Regions from separate parts of the Oryctolagus cuniculus genome. Here regions 1 and 3 are each linked to region 2. A link is a contact called in public Micro-C data. All regions are on one chromosome and are shown on one strand. The core of a region is the stretch at or near the end of the contact, and the rest is flanking DNA. Distances in the headings are between cores, read along the strand shown.

Region 1 (3,752 bases), core at 1,096-3,595, 130 kb after region 2:
AGTGTCCTCGCCCGTCCTTTTACCAAAAGAAATCCACTGAACTGAAGATGTGATTCTAATCTAGAATTAATTCTAATTAGACAAGTTACTGGATTCAAACAGTCATTTGCTTTTCCAGTAGATAAAACCCTCTTGGCCAGTATTGTCTAGAGGTATTTGTTTAGAACTCCAGGTCTGGGGCAGAAGACAGTTACCACTTATGTTTTATCCCCAGACTAATTAAAGCCCACCTGGCCATCATAAAAATTCCTTAAACAGAATTGCATTACTGAACAATCAAAGGAAGGTCTGAGCACCACTGAAGTAAGTTGGCCAGGAAGTAAACATGCACGCTCAGCCCCGACTTCAATCCCTACCACCTCACCTCTAAGTTCGAGATGGGGTGCCCAGGAATCAAGCAGTAGCTGCCTGCTCTTTGCCCTTGCTGTGTGCGTTGCAATACATTACCTACTTTCTTCCACCTCCCTGATGTCAGTGGTAGGCTTTCTGTGTGTAAGATGAGCAGACCCAAGTTTGGGGGTTCTGTAGCAACACTTACAAGTTTATGTGGTGGTTCCACAACACCAGTTCTAAAACTCATGCTGGGGCTGGCGCTGTAGCACAGCAGCTTAAAACCTTGGCCTAAAGCGCTGGCATCCTATATGGGCACTGGTTTGAGACTCAGCTGCTCCACTTCTGATCCAGCTCTCTGCTACGGCCTGGGAAAGCAGTGGAGGATGGCCCAAGTGCTTGGGTCCCTGCATCCGCGTGGGAGACCCGGAAGAAGCTCCCGGCTCCCGGCTTTGGATTGGCACAACTCTGGCTGTTGCGACCAATTGGGGAGTGAACCATCGAATGGAAGATGTCTCGCTCTCTGACCTCGTCTCTGTTTAACTCTGTAGAGTGAATAAATAAATCTTAAAAAAAAAAAAAACCTCATGTGTGCTTTCTTGCTACATGCATACCTCTTATAAGGGAGGACAGAGGAAAAAACAGTGAAAAAATTTATAGCTCAAAACAATATTCAGCTGTTAGCAATTCAGTTCCAAAAGACAGTTACATTTCTAAAATAATTTTATAATATAGTGCGTTTATTGCTATGGAAAGTTTTTTTTTTTTTTTTTTTTTTTTTTTTTGACAGAGTGGATAGTGAGAGAGAGACAGAAAGGTCTTCCTTTGCCATTGGTTCACCCTCCAATGGCTGCCACGCTGGCGCGCTGCGGAGAGCACACTGCACTGATCCGATGGCGGGAGCCAGGTACTTATCCTGGTCTCCCATGGGGTGCAGGGCCCAAGCACCTGGGCCATCCTCCACTGCACTCCCTGGCCACAGCAGAGAGCTGGCCTGGAAGAGGAGCAACCGGCACAGAATCCGGCGCCCCGACCGGGACTAGAACCCGGTGTGCTGGCGCCGCTAGGCGGAGGAATAGCCTGTTGATCCGCGGCGCCAGCAGAAAGATATAACAGACAGAAAATTGAAAAGCTGTGCATCATGACTCCAGTGTTTAAGTAGCAAATTAGGTGTATAAAGTGGAAACGGATATATGAAAAGCTAACAAGCTCCTGGAACATATTATAAAAGTATGCATAGTATATACCGCATCCATGGTTTTATTTGGCACAACACTATATAAAATGATTTTTGAAAATACTCGGGAGAGGGAAACTGTGTTGAGAGGCTAGAATGTCTCGAAATACAGCTATATAATTTCTTACAAGTCACAGGACTACTATTAGTTCATGGAAAATGTAATGAAAAGTTAATTTTGGTCAGGACATTTCGAAGTCCACGCCTATTTTGTTCTCTGGTTCTAGGGGGTTAGGACGATGAGGCAGGAAACCTGGTGAAGCAGGGGAACGTGTGGAACTTAAGTTAGGTAACCACTTCATCAAGAGGAAACGCGGGGCCGAGGAGCGCTGGGCCGGGCCACGACGCGGGCGCCGCCGCTTCCAGAACGCTCCAGAAGGCAGAAACAGACGCCAGCGCGGCGGGATCGCCAGCAGCGCGCGCTGCCCTCGGCGCGCTGAAGAGAAGCGAGCCTGTGCGTCACGGGAGAAACGCCGCGCTGCACCGCGCGCACGCCACCTCCCGCGCTCCCGGGCTCCGTGCAGTCAACAGTGCCAGGAACCGCGGGCAGGAGGCCGCGGGCGCGACCCCAGCCGCCAGCAGCGCCTTTCGAGGCGCCCCACGCCGTGAAGCGCCGCTCCCAGGGCGGCTCCCGCCGCGGGCTGCGCGCCCCACGCCCTCGCCTCCGCCTCCGCCAGCGCGGCCGGCCGTTTATTTTTGAACGGCGCTTTCGCACTCTTTCCCATTGGTAAACGCTCCGCAGTTGAATGTTGCGCGGGGACTGCGCCTGCGCCGCGCGGCTCCACGAAGCCCCGCCCCGTCGGAGCACCTGGAGCCCTAGGGGCGGGGCGGGGCCGGGCGGCGGAGCGGAGCTGCACTGGGCGTCCGCTGTGAGGCTGTGGAGAGCTGTTCGGCGCGGCGTTGCAGGAGCTCCGTCTCTCCGCGTGAGTCTGGGGCCTTTTCCGGGTGCGAGCGGGCGGCTCTCGGTGCCGTTTGCTGGGTGTCCCGAGTGTGTGCGGCGGGGAGTCGCGGGGGGTGGTGATGGAGAGGGTGGGCTTAGGTCCTGCATCCCTTCCCTCTCGTCCCGGAGCGGGAGTTTGGGGGTCCCTTTGCCTTCCCTCCCGCAGGGACCTGCGTGTCTGTGAGGGGGAGCGGGGCGCCGCCTCCGAGCCTCCGGTCCCGCGGAGGCGCCCTAGGAGGGAGGCCTGGAGACGGGTCCGCAGCCTTCCAGGAGGGAAGCGCGCTCACTGCCATTTTGTGCGAGACTCTCACGGGACGTAAGAGGCGGCGATGCAATTACGCCCACTTCACAGATGCGAAGCCTCCGCTTTGAGGGGTGTTCGGTAGAGGTGCCTCCGTCTCCACATCGAGCCGAGAGAGGAGCAGCCCTGACGCGTGGTGGGCAGAACCTACTCCAGTAGTTTCAGGCCGGCAGAGCCTTTCTCGAGGGCGCTTCTTGCCTTCCAGTTAACTCGCAGCAGTTTAAAGTGACCCCGGATGTTTGCTCGGTCATCACCATTGTGGGTTAATATTGCCGAAGTCCTTGTTGTAATACTAGGTCCTTTGTGACAGTCGTGTTTCATCACAGAATTGCAAGGATTTTCAAGGAGCAAGTGATGGCTCTAGTGCGGGCTCCAACAAACAGGTGTTTTCTTAAAAGCACACGCGCAGGGAAGGCATATATCAAAGGCGGAGAACTAACAGCCATTGCCATGACATCATATTTAATGTACTTTTGGAGAAAAGAAGTCCAAAACATTAAAGATAAAATTGTTTTAATTTTAGAATAAAAGCATCTGGACAACTTGGGGAAGATAAAGTATATTCAATTAAGTTGCTGACCAGGATATCCAGAAAGTAGGTAAGCTCTGGGAGATGAACTGAGTGTGAACGAAGTTTTCAGTAAAATTTTAAGTGTAAGGTGAAATTTAAAAATCGCTTGAAAAAAAAATATGATGATGCTTGAAATTCTGACCATATTAGCAAAGGAGCATAAAATATAAATTACTCTTAAAGATAGTGACTGCTAACTCTTGTATATGCTTTAAGAAATTTTACAAGGATCTGTATATCGCAGTACACAAGCAGTGGTGTACGTACAGACTTGCAAATTGCATTTATTTGGATACTTTTTCAGGAATTGTGCATTTACATATTGCCCTACATTCTTTTTTAAAGGAAAGTAGCTCCTTTTTTCCAAGGAAAG
Region 2 (3,720 bases), core at 26-2,525:
CTCTCCTCATTTCCCCCTCTCTGAAAGGGAACTCGGTCGTTTGGTACTCGTTAAATCCACAGATTTCCCTCAGCACCCTAGCTCCCGCCTTTAAATTTTTCCTCCTTTGACTTTATAAAGTGTTTACTTAAGGAACATTTGCATCTCAACATTTATTTCTGCATGCTGTTCTACTTAATATATTAGAAAGGACCAAGAGTCAAAGTTCCCAAAGGAGTCGGTAGCACAGTTTCTTCCCCTATCTTACCAGATTTAAACAAAGCCAATGCCTTTATCCCTTGCTTTCCACCCGGTTTGTTGCTGTTTCTCATCCCTGCACATTTGAGGGGCTATTAGTTGGTATTTAAATACATTTAAAAACCAATTCTTCGTCTTCTTATTTTGAAATTTTTGAATACGTTCTTCTGTGTCTTGCGTTATTCTGCCTCTGATAACGATGTTCCCAGTACAGAAAGTATCCCGGGAGTTTACTCCCTTCAAACGAGTTACAATATTACAGTTCTGCGGCAGGTGCCATGGTTCACGCCCTCCAGAAGCTAATACTTCGCCGCCAAGTAGATGCTTTAACTTTGTCAAGACGAAACACCTAGGAAGTGGTATCGTCACTGGATCTGCTCTACCCAATTTCCTACCTGTTGCGGGCCCTTGCTCGGAGAGGACGAACTAGATTGGTCTAATGGGCCCCTCTCCTTTTCCACCCACTGCCCCTCTCGGCCTTCCGCAGCTGCCTGGAGAACCCCAGCCAGTCCTGGCCCCAAGGAGCGACCCTCGGACGCCCGCAACCCCTCGCCGGAGAACTAAAGTCAGGGCTGACGCACGAGCCGCGATGGAACAGAGTCGTGGCTCGGTTCCTGGTAAGGCGAGCGGAGCGCGCAAGGAATGCCTTGGAAGGCAGGGTGCGCGGGACGTGGACAGAACGCCACTTTAACTCGGCTTCCTCCCTGGACGCCAGAGGTCCGGAGCTGCCCTGACAACCGGAGCAAACCAATTCGTCTGCGCGGCGGTCCCGGGTTCCTCTTCCCCGCCTCCCCGCAAGTCTACTTCTCTTTCGCTTCCTCCCCCTGCTCTCCAGCTGCACGTGGTCCCTCCCTGCCCTGCCCCCGCCGCGCCCCTCCTTACCCCTCCCCTCCGAACCCTCCCAGCCCCCGGCCCTTTCCTCCCTGCGTTCCTCGCTTCCCCTTTCCGTTCGCTCTTTCCGCCCCCGCTCCCCATCCACCCTTCCGATTGGTCGAGCGCGCCGGAGCCTGGTCGGCCAATCGGCGAGCACGGTTGGCGGCGATGGGCGTGGCTGCGGCGCCGGGGCCCTCAGATCGAGGCTGCCTCCCCCTCTCAGCCGGCAGCACATTCCGCCGCCGTTGCCGCCGCCCGGCCCCGCAGTTGTCTTCGCCGGAGCTGCCGTCGCGCTGGGGTTAGGGCGGGGGGGCGGGCGGGGAGAGGAGGAGAAGGCCGCGGCCGAGGCAGGTGAGAGGAGGAAGGAAGCGGCGGCCGGGCGGGCAGAGCAGCTCAGGCGGCGGCCCGGTTCCTGGGAGTGTCGGTGCGGCGCGGTGGTTGGGGCGGATCCCGCGGGGCCCGGGCGGGGGAAGGAGTCACCGGCCCGGCCATGGCGGACAACGAGAAACTGGACAACCAACGGCTCAAGAATTTCAAGAACAAAGGCCGCGACTTGGAGGTAAACTCGGAGGCGCTGGAGGGGTGGGAGCCGTGGGCCTGCGGTCGGTGCCCGCCGGGACTCAGAGTGGGGAGCAGGGGCGGGAGCCGCCGCCGCCGCCGCGGGGCCGCGGGGGAATGGCGCTGGGGGCCGGCCCGCCCGTGACGCCTCTGCTACCGCGCCGGGAAGTTTGTGTCGGGCCTGCTCCGCCTCCGCCGGGGAGCGAGGTGCCGGGCCACGGCCGGCGCGGCCTAGGCCTGCCCCGCAGAGCCGGGCCGGCGCGGGTGCGAGGGCTGGGCCGCGCGGCGTGTGTGGAAGCGGCGCGCGCGTGCGGCCGGCGCTCCCCGGCCCGGCCCCCTCCCCGGCCGCGGCGGCCAGGCCGGCTCTCGCCCCGGCACCGACGTCTGGCGCCGCGGGAAAGGAGGGCGGCGGGGGGCGGGGGCGAGCGTGTGGCGACCGAGTGGGGCTCGGAACTTCCTCGGCGGGGCCCGAGACGTCTCCACTTAAAGGCGTTTTCTCTGGTCTTCCCGACTCCCGCTTTACCCCTGCCTCCCCCCGATGTCCAAACTACAGGAGTCAACTTCTCCGTTGAAAAAAACACCCCCGGCGTGAGAGGCCATCCTGGTGATGCTAACAGTGCCTTCCAGCGGCCTGTGTTTTTACTCTGGATATAGCTGTTTCAAGATGTGGCTCACGATGTGCCCTCTTCCAGGCAGAGGATACCCCTTATTTCAGCTTGTCCACAAATCTCTTTATCCCCTCCTGAGAGGAGACCACCAGCTGCATTCTTACATAGAAAGTCCAAAGGGTTATACAAAGCTGTCATCCTCTAGTCTACAGTATCCTTTCCCTCCACCTGCTGGTGGTGGTGGTGGGGGATGGGGTGGGCTATGGAATGGCACCATCACATTTTATTATTTAAAAGGGGGAAAAAAGCTTCATTGTCTTAGATACAGCTGCTCCCGAGGTTCTCGGTCTGTGTAAGGTGTGTGTATGCACACAGTCAGATTTCTGATACAAGACTATCTTCCCTTCAGCTTTGAGAGTTCAAGTAAATAGGTTTTTGTTGTTTTTAAATCTTCTACATCTGAATCAAGAGTTCAGCTTTTAAGGGAAAAAGTGGTCAAGTATTTTTTTATGTTATCCCTCTCTGCATTTTTATAGTGAGATGTTCAAATTCCCCTGGCCTTTTTCTGAACTGGAGCATTTGCTTGACTATTAACTTACTTTGGGGGCTTTTCACAAAGCCATTCAGATCTCTGAGGTAGTTTGTGCTGTTTTAGTGGGTTGCATAGTTTGAGAGACTATGTATTGGAGTTGTGGCCATTAATTCTATGATTGCTTTTTGGTTAACATGAGATATAATCCTTATGATCCCTTTTTCTAATGAAAAATTTAACATCTTTATTGAGATAATTCACATGCCATAAAAATCAACCTTCTAAATGTACAGTATTATTTTCAGTAAATTAATTTGTGCCAATAAAGTAACAGGTTTTTTTTTTTAACTAATATCTATTTAGAATGAAGAAATTGCAAATTACAAAATTTAAAAACTGATGAATACCAGTAACAAAGTCCAGAAAAAAATAGCCCTTTCTTCTCTACATTTCTGCCTGCGTTGAGTTATAAATCACATACCATATAATCCACCCATTAAAAGTGGCTTTTGAGCATATTCACATAGTTGTGCAACCATTACCGGGATCACTCTTAGAATATTTTCACTTACCTCAAAAAAGAAACTGGTGCTCATTAGCAGTCACTCTTCGTTTTTCAACTACCCCAGCCCCAGGCAACCACTTTGTCTCTTTAGATGTGCCTGTTCTGGGCATTTCATTTACACAATTTGTGAGCTTTTGTGACTGGCTTCTTTCAGGTAGTATATTTTCAAGGTTCATATATATTGTGACAAGAATGTATCAGTGTTTCCAGTCCTTCTTATGGCTGAATGATATTCCAGCATATGGATGTACTGCATTTTGTTTATCCATTCATAAGTTGATGGACATTTGTGTTTCCACTTTTTAGGTATATATGAATATGTAATTCTGTGAACATTCATGTACATT
Region 3 (3,464 bases), core at 710-3,209, 210 kb before region 2:
CCTCCAGGAAACCTGAGATTCAGAGCGCAACCCAGTGCAGCAGAAATGTGGCACAGGGACTTGAACCGGCCCTTAGGCCCCTCTCCCTCTCCTGACCGAACCCCAAACAAAAGAGTCTAGAAGCAGGCAGACGCCTGAGCCTCGACGCGCAGGCCCGGGCGCAAGGGGTGAGGTGGGGGCACTGCCTCCTCTGCGGCCAGTGCCACTGCAAAGGCCAGCGGCATCCCGGTCCCGCGCTGCGACCCGGCTAAAAACAGCGGCCCAGCCAGGGGCTCCTGTCAAACGGCCGGGTTGCATTTGCAAAGTTGATGGAGTTGGGGAGAAGTGCTGAGTTGCCCCTTCGGCTTCCACCCTAGAGGGAAGGCGACACCAAGAATCACAGCTCCCTTCGCTCGCACTGAGCCCTGCTCTGCTCTGCAGATTGAATCTTTTTCCCTACTGTAACATCAGAGATACGGTCTGTCTTCTCAGTGTCCAGTTCAGCCTCAAACACTAAAAACAGGGGCAACTCGGGCCAGGAGCCAAAGTTCACTGGAAATACCACTAACTCTCCCCTCCAAAAAACAAGCACAGTCATTTGCTGGATTCCGGCCTTGGGAACCTTAAGGCAAGAGGCACGACTCTCCATCTGCCTCCGCTAAATTGGACCCTCCATCCCAACCCTGCGAATTGAGCAGCATTTGTCCAGTCTGGCACTGGGTCATCACCACCACACCAGGGTCCTTCCCCGAGGCGCACACGACGTCCTGCTGTTTACACCCACAAGCGGGCGCACACACACACACACATACACACCCCAAAACAAAGCCCCCAGGGAGCTCCTACCTCACCGCCGTGCCCATCGAAGATCCCGAAGATGGACGGGTGCGTCTTGTTGGCCAGATCCGTCAGAACTTCGAAGCGGTCCTCCATGTGGTCTCTGCGGCCCTGAATGGAGTACACCGCCACATTGTGGCTCTTGAACTCCCAGGTCTTGGAAAACTCGGCCTCCAGCACGTCGAGCCCCCCGAGTCGGTCGTTCTGCATGATCTCCGCCACCTTGCCCTTCACCATCTTCACGGCGTCCCGGCTGGACTTGACAATGGTCTTCACCTCGTCCGTGTGGAAGAAGTAACTCCACAGCGCCAAGCTGATGCACAGCAGGAAGAGCGTCTCCGGTCTCAGCAAGAAGTAGCGCATGATGCGACCCAGCAGAGACAGCAAAGTCATTGTATCCTCTATCATTTATTATCCCTAGAGCCCCAACCACCAGCAGCGACGCGCGCCCCGAAGGCTCGCCGGGTCCCAGAGCACTGCGGGGCCGGCCCGCGACGAGGGAGGCGGAGCGGCGGCCGAGGGTGGCGGGAGGGAGGAGGCGCGCGGAGCCGGTCAGGAGGCGGACGGGCAGGCGGCCCCGAACGGGCACCGGGAGCACAGGCAGTTTTCCTTTTGTCTCCCCGCTTCGGCGGCCCGGAGGCCCGTGCCCGCCGCCCGCGCCGCCTCCCCTCCCGCGCCCCCTTTGTGAGACCGCGGCGACGGCAGCAGCGGCAGCGGCCGCCGCAGCAGCAGCGTCGGGTGTCTCGGTGGAGTGAGAGGAATCGAGTGAAAGTTGCGCCGGGCGGGTCTGCCGCCGCGAGCAGGAGAGTTGGGGGACGCCGGCGCCCGCGCTGCCCCTCCGGGGGTGCCCCCTCGCGGCTCCCGAGAGCGATCGGCAGGTGAAGAGGCGCCGGGCGCGAGAGCCGGGCTGGCGAGGGCTGGCACGTCCCCTCGGTCGCCGCTGCAGGGGCGCCCCGAGACACCCGAGGGCTCCGATTCCTTCACACACACACCCTGGGGGCCCCAGAGAATAAAAGTTTTGCTGGAGCCTGGGCAAAGGCGGGGTACACGGCGCCCGGCAACGCGGCACGATCGGCGCTAAGCCGCAGGCGGCCGGCCCGGCTCTGCCTCACTCTCCCCGGCACCTCCAGCCTCGGCTCTGCTCGGCTCGGTTTTGCCTGCGAGCTCCCTCCTCGCGCCCCGGCTCGCGCTCGCCCCGCCCTGTGCGCTCGCCCCGCCCCGTCCCGCCCCCTCGAGCAGGGATTCGAGACCCTGCGATGCTCCCACCGAGCTGTCAGAGGCTAAGGAAGCTCTGCGCTGCTGGCGCGCGCTTGAAGCCCTGGGCGGGCCAGAGGAACACGGGGGGAGGCCACGGAGGCGTCCGCCGCCCGGCTCCTGCAGCTGGCCGTCCCCGCCGCCAGTGCGGCTCCGTGGTCAAGATAATGCGGACCCTGCCAGCCTTGGGCTTGGTTTCCTCGGAGCCGCAGCCGCTTGCTGGGAAGTAGAGAAGCGCACGTGAGCGTTCCCCCCTCCGGCAGGCTGCACCGTAGTGCGGTCCCGGCATCGCCAGGCATAAGGCAAGCGAGAAGGGACGCATTTCTCCCGCTTCGCAAAGCGAGACGGAGAAGCTCAAGTAGTTGGCGGCAGCCTGAGCGTTTTGCTACCGGGGCCTGCCGGAGTGGAAGGCCTCACGGCCTTCTCCTGCCCGAGAACCACAGAATGGGAGAACTCGAGTCACATCAAGCGTGCGCGTATGATCATCTCTGAAGCGGCAAGGAAGGTCTGGCCGCGACGCTGGGATCAGGAGTTTACTAAAGCCATGCCTAGTCGCAACCCTGCCACAAGGAGACAGGCAGCTTCCGAATGGAGCCGCGGGGCGAGGGCGGGCTGTGATTCTACCCTTTGGTATGAAGGTCCCTTTGACCCTCCTAAGCGGCGGCCTCCTGTCCCGCTTCAACCGTCGCAGGAAATGGCCTAGGGGCGAGGGTCTGTGAATAAGCGGGAGTGAGTGCGGGCTTCCAGAAGCCTTCAAACCTAACTTGAAATGTGGGAGGTGGGCATCTTCCTTGAAGGTGGGAATCGGTCCCAGAAGGGAACAGTGCGCAAGTCAGCTTAGACTACAGGGACCAGCGAGCCGTAAAGGGCGACAGTAACTCCGGCCACCCCTGTCCACGTACCAGAGTGCTGATCTGCCTCTGAAGCCGGCGGGCCTGGAGAGCAGAGGCTGTGCGATCCCAGCCAAGGCAGGGCCTGTCCCCTCAAGCAGTTCTGCCTTGCTGTGATCCGGGTTGTGTTTTGTGAAGTAAAATAAAAGGTTCTGGAAGGAAAAAACACCAAAATGTTCAGTGTTTAACTGCTCTAGTGGATTATGGGTGGTTTTCATTTCCTGTTTTAGACTTCTATTTTCCATAACTTTTCCAAAGTTGCCACAAAAGGCATAGATTTCCATCATAACCAGAAAAAAATGGGAATTTACACATTTAAATAGCATATACAGTATAATATCAATAGTAAAATCATAGAAAAGAGAAAGAAAATACAAAGAACTGTTGACAAATTGTGATTTTGACATGTAGGATACAGTCTCTTGTTCTGCTTTGCACTGCTCAGTGTTTTCCACCTAATAAATACAGAAAATAAAAGTCTAAAACAAATTGTGTGTTCAATAA

Evidence for each region. A called contact is a pair of places that touch in the nucleus more often than the background predicts.
Region 1: a contact with region 2 is called in a Micro-C map of ear pinna, with 10 times the contacts expected there. The contact joins the promoter of TRIM59 here to the promoter of KPNA4 in region 2. A contact is called at or near these places in 2 of 6 Hi-C or Micro-C datasets (ear pinna and an unstated tissue).
Region 3: a contact with region 2 is called in a Micro-C map of ear pinna, with 8 times the contacts expected there. The contact joins the promoter of PPM1L here to the promoter of KPNA4 in region 2. A contact is called at or near these places in 2 of 6 Hi-C or Micro-C datasets (ear pinna and an unstated tissue).

The regions. Positions count from the first base shown.
Region 1 is chr4:120,310,999-120,314,750 of mOryCun1.1, forward strand. TRIM59 (tripartite motif containing 59) reads left to right here and starts at 2,346. Exons shown (of 3, transcript XM_002716339.5): 1 at 2,346-2,490; 2 at 3,332-3,407.
Region 2 is chr4:120,182,974-120,186,693 of mOryCun1.1, forward strand. KPNA4 (karyopherin subunit alpha 4) reads left to right here and starts at 1,276. Exons shown (of 17, transcript XM_002716340.5): 1 at 1,276-1,669. The coding sequence starts at 1,601.
Region 3 is chr4:119,972,445-119,975,908 of mOryCun1.1, forward strand. It overlaps PPM1L (protein phosphatase, Mg2+/Mn2+ dependent 1L), which reads right to left and starts at 1,960. Exons shown (of 4, transcript XM_002716344.5): 1 at 826-1,960. The coding sequence starts at 1,224. It overlaps LOC127493952 (a long non-coding RNA gene), which reads left to right and starts at 2,112. Exons shown (of 2, transcript XR_011388078.1): 1 at 2,112-2,575.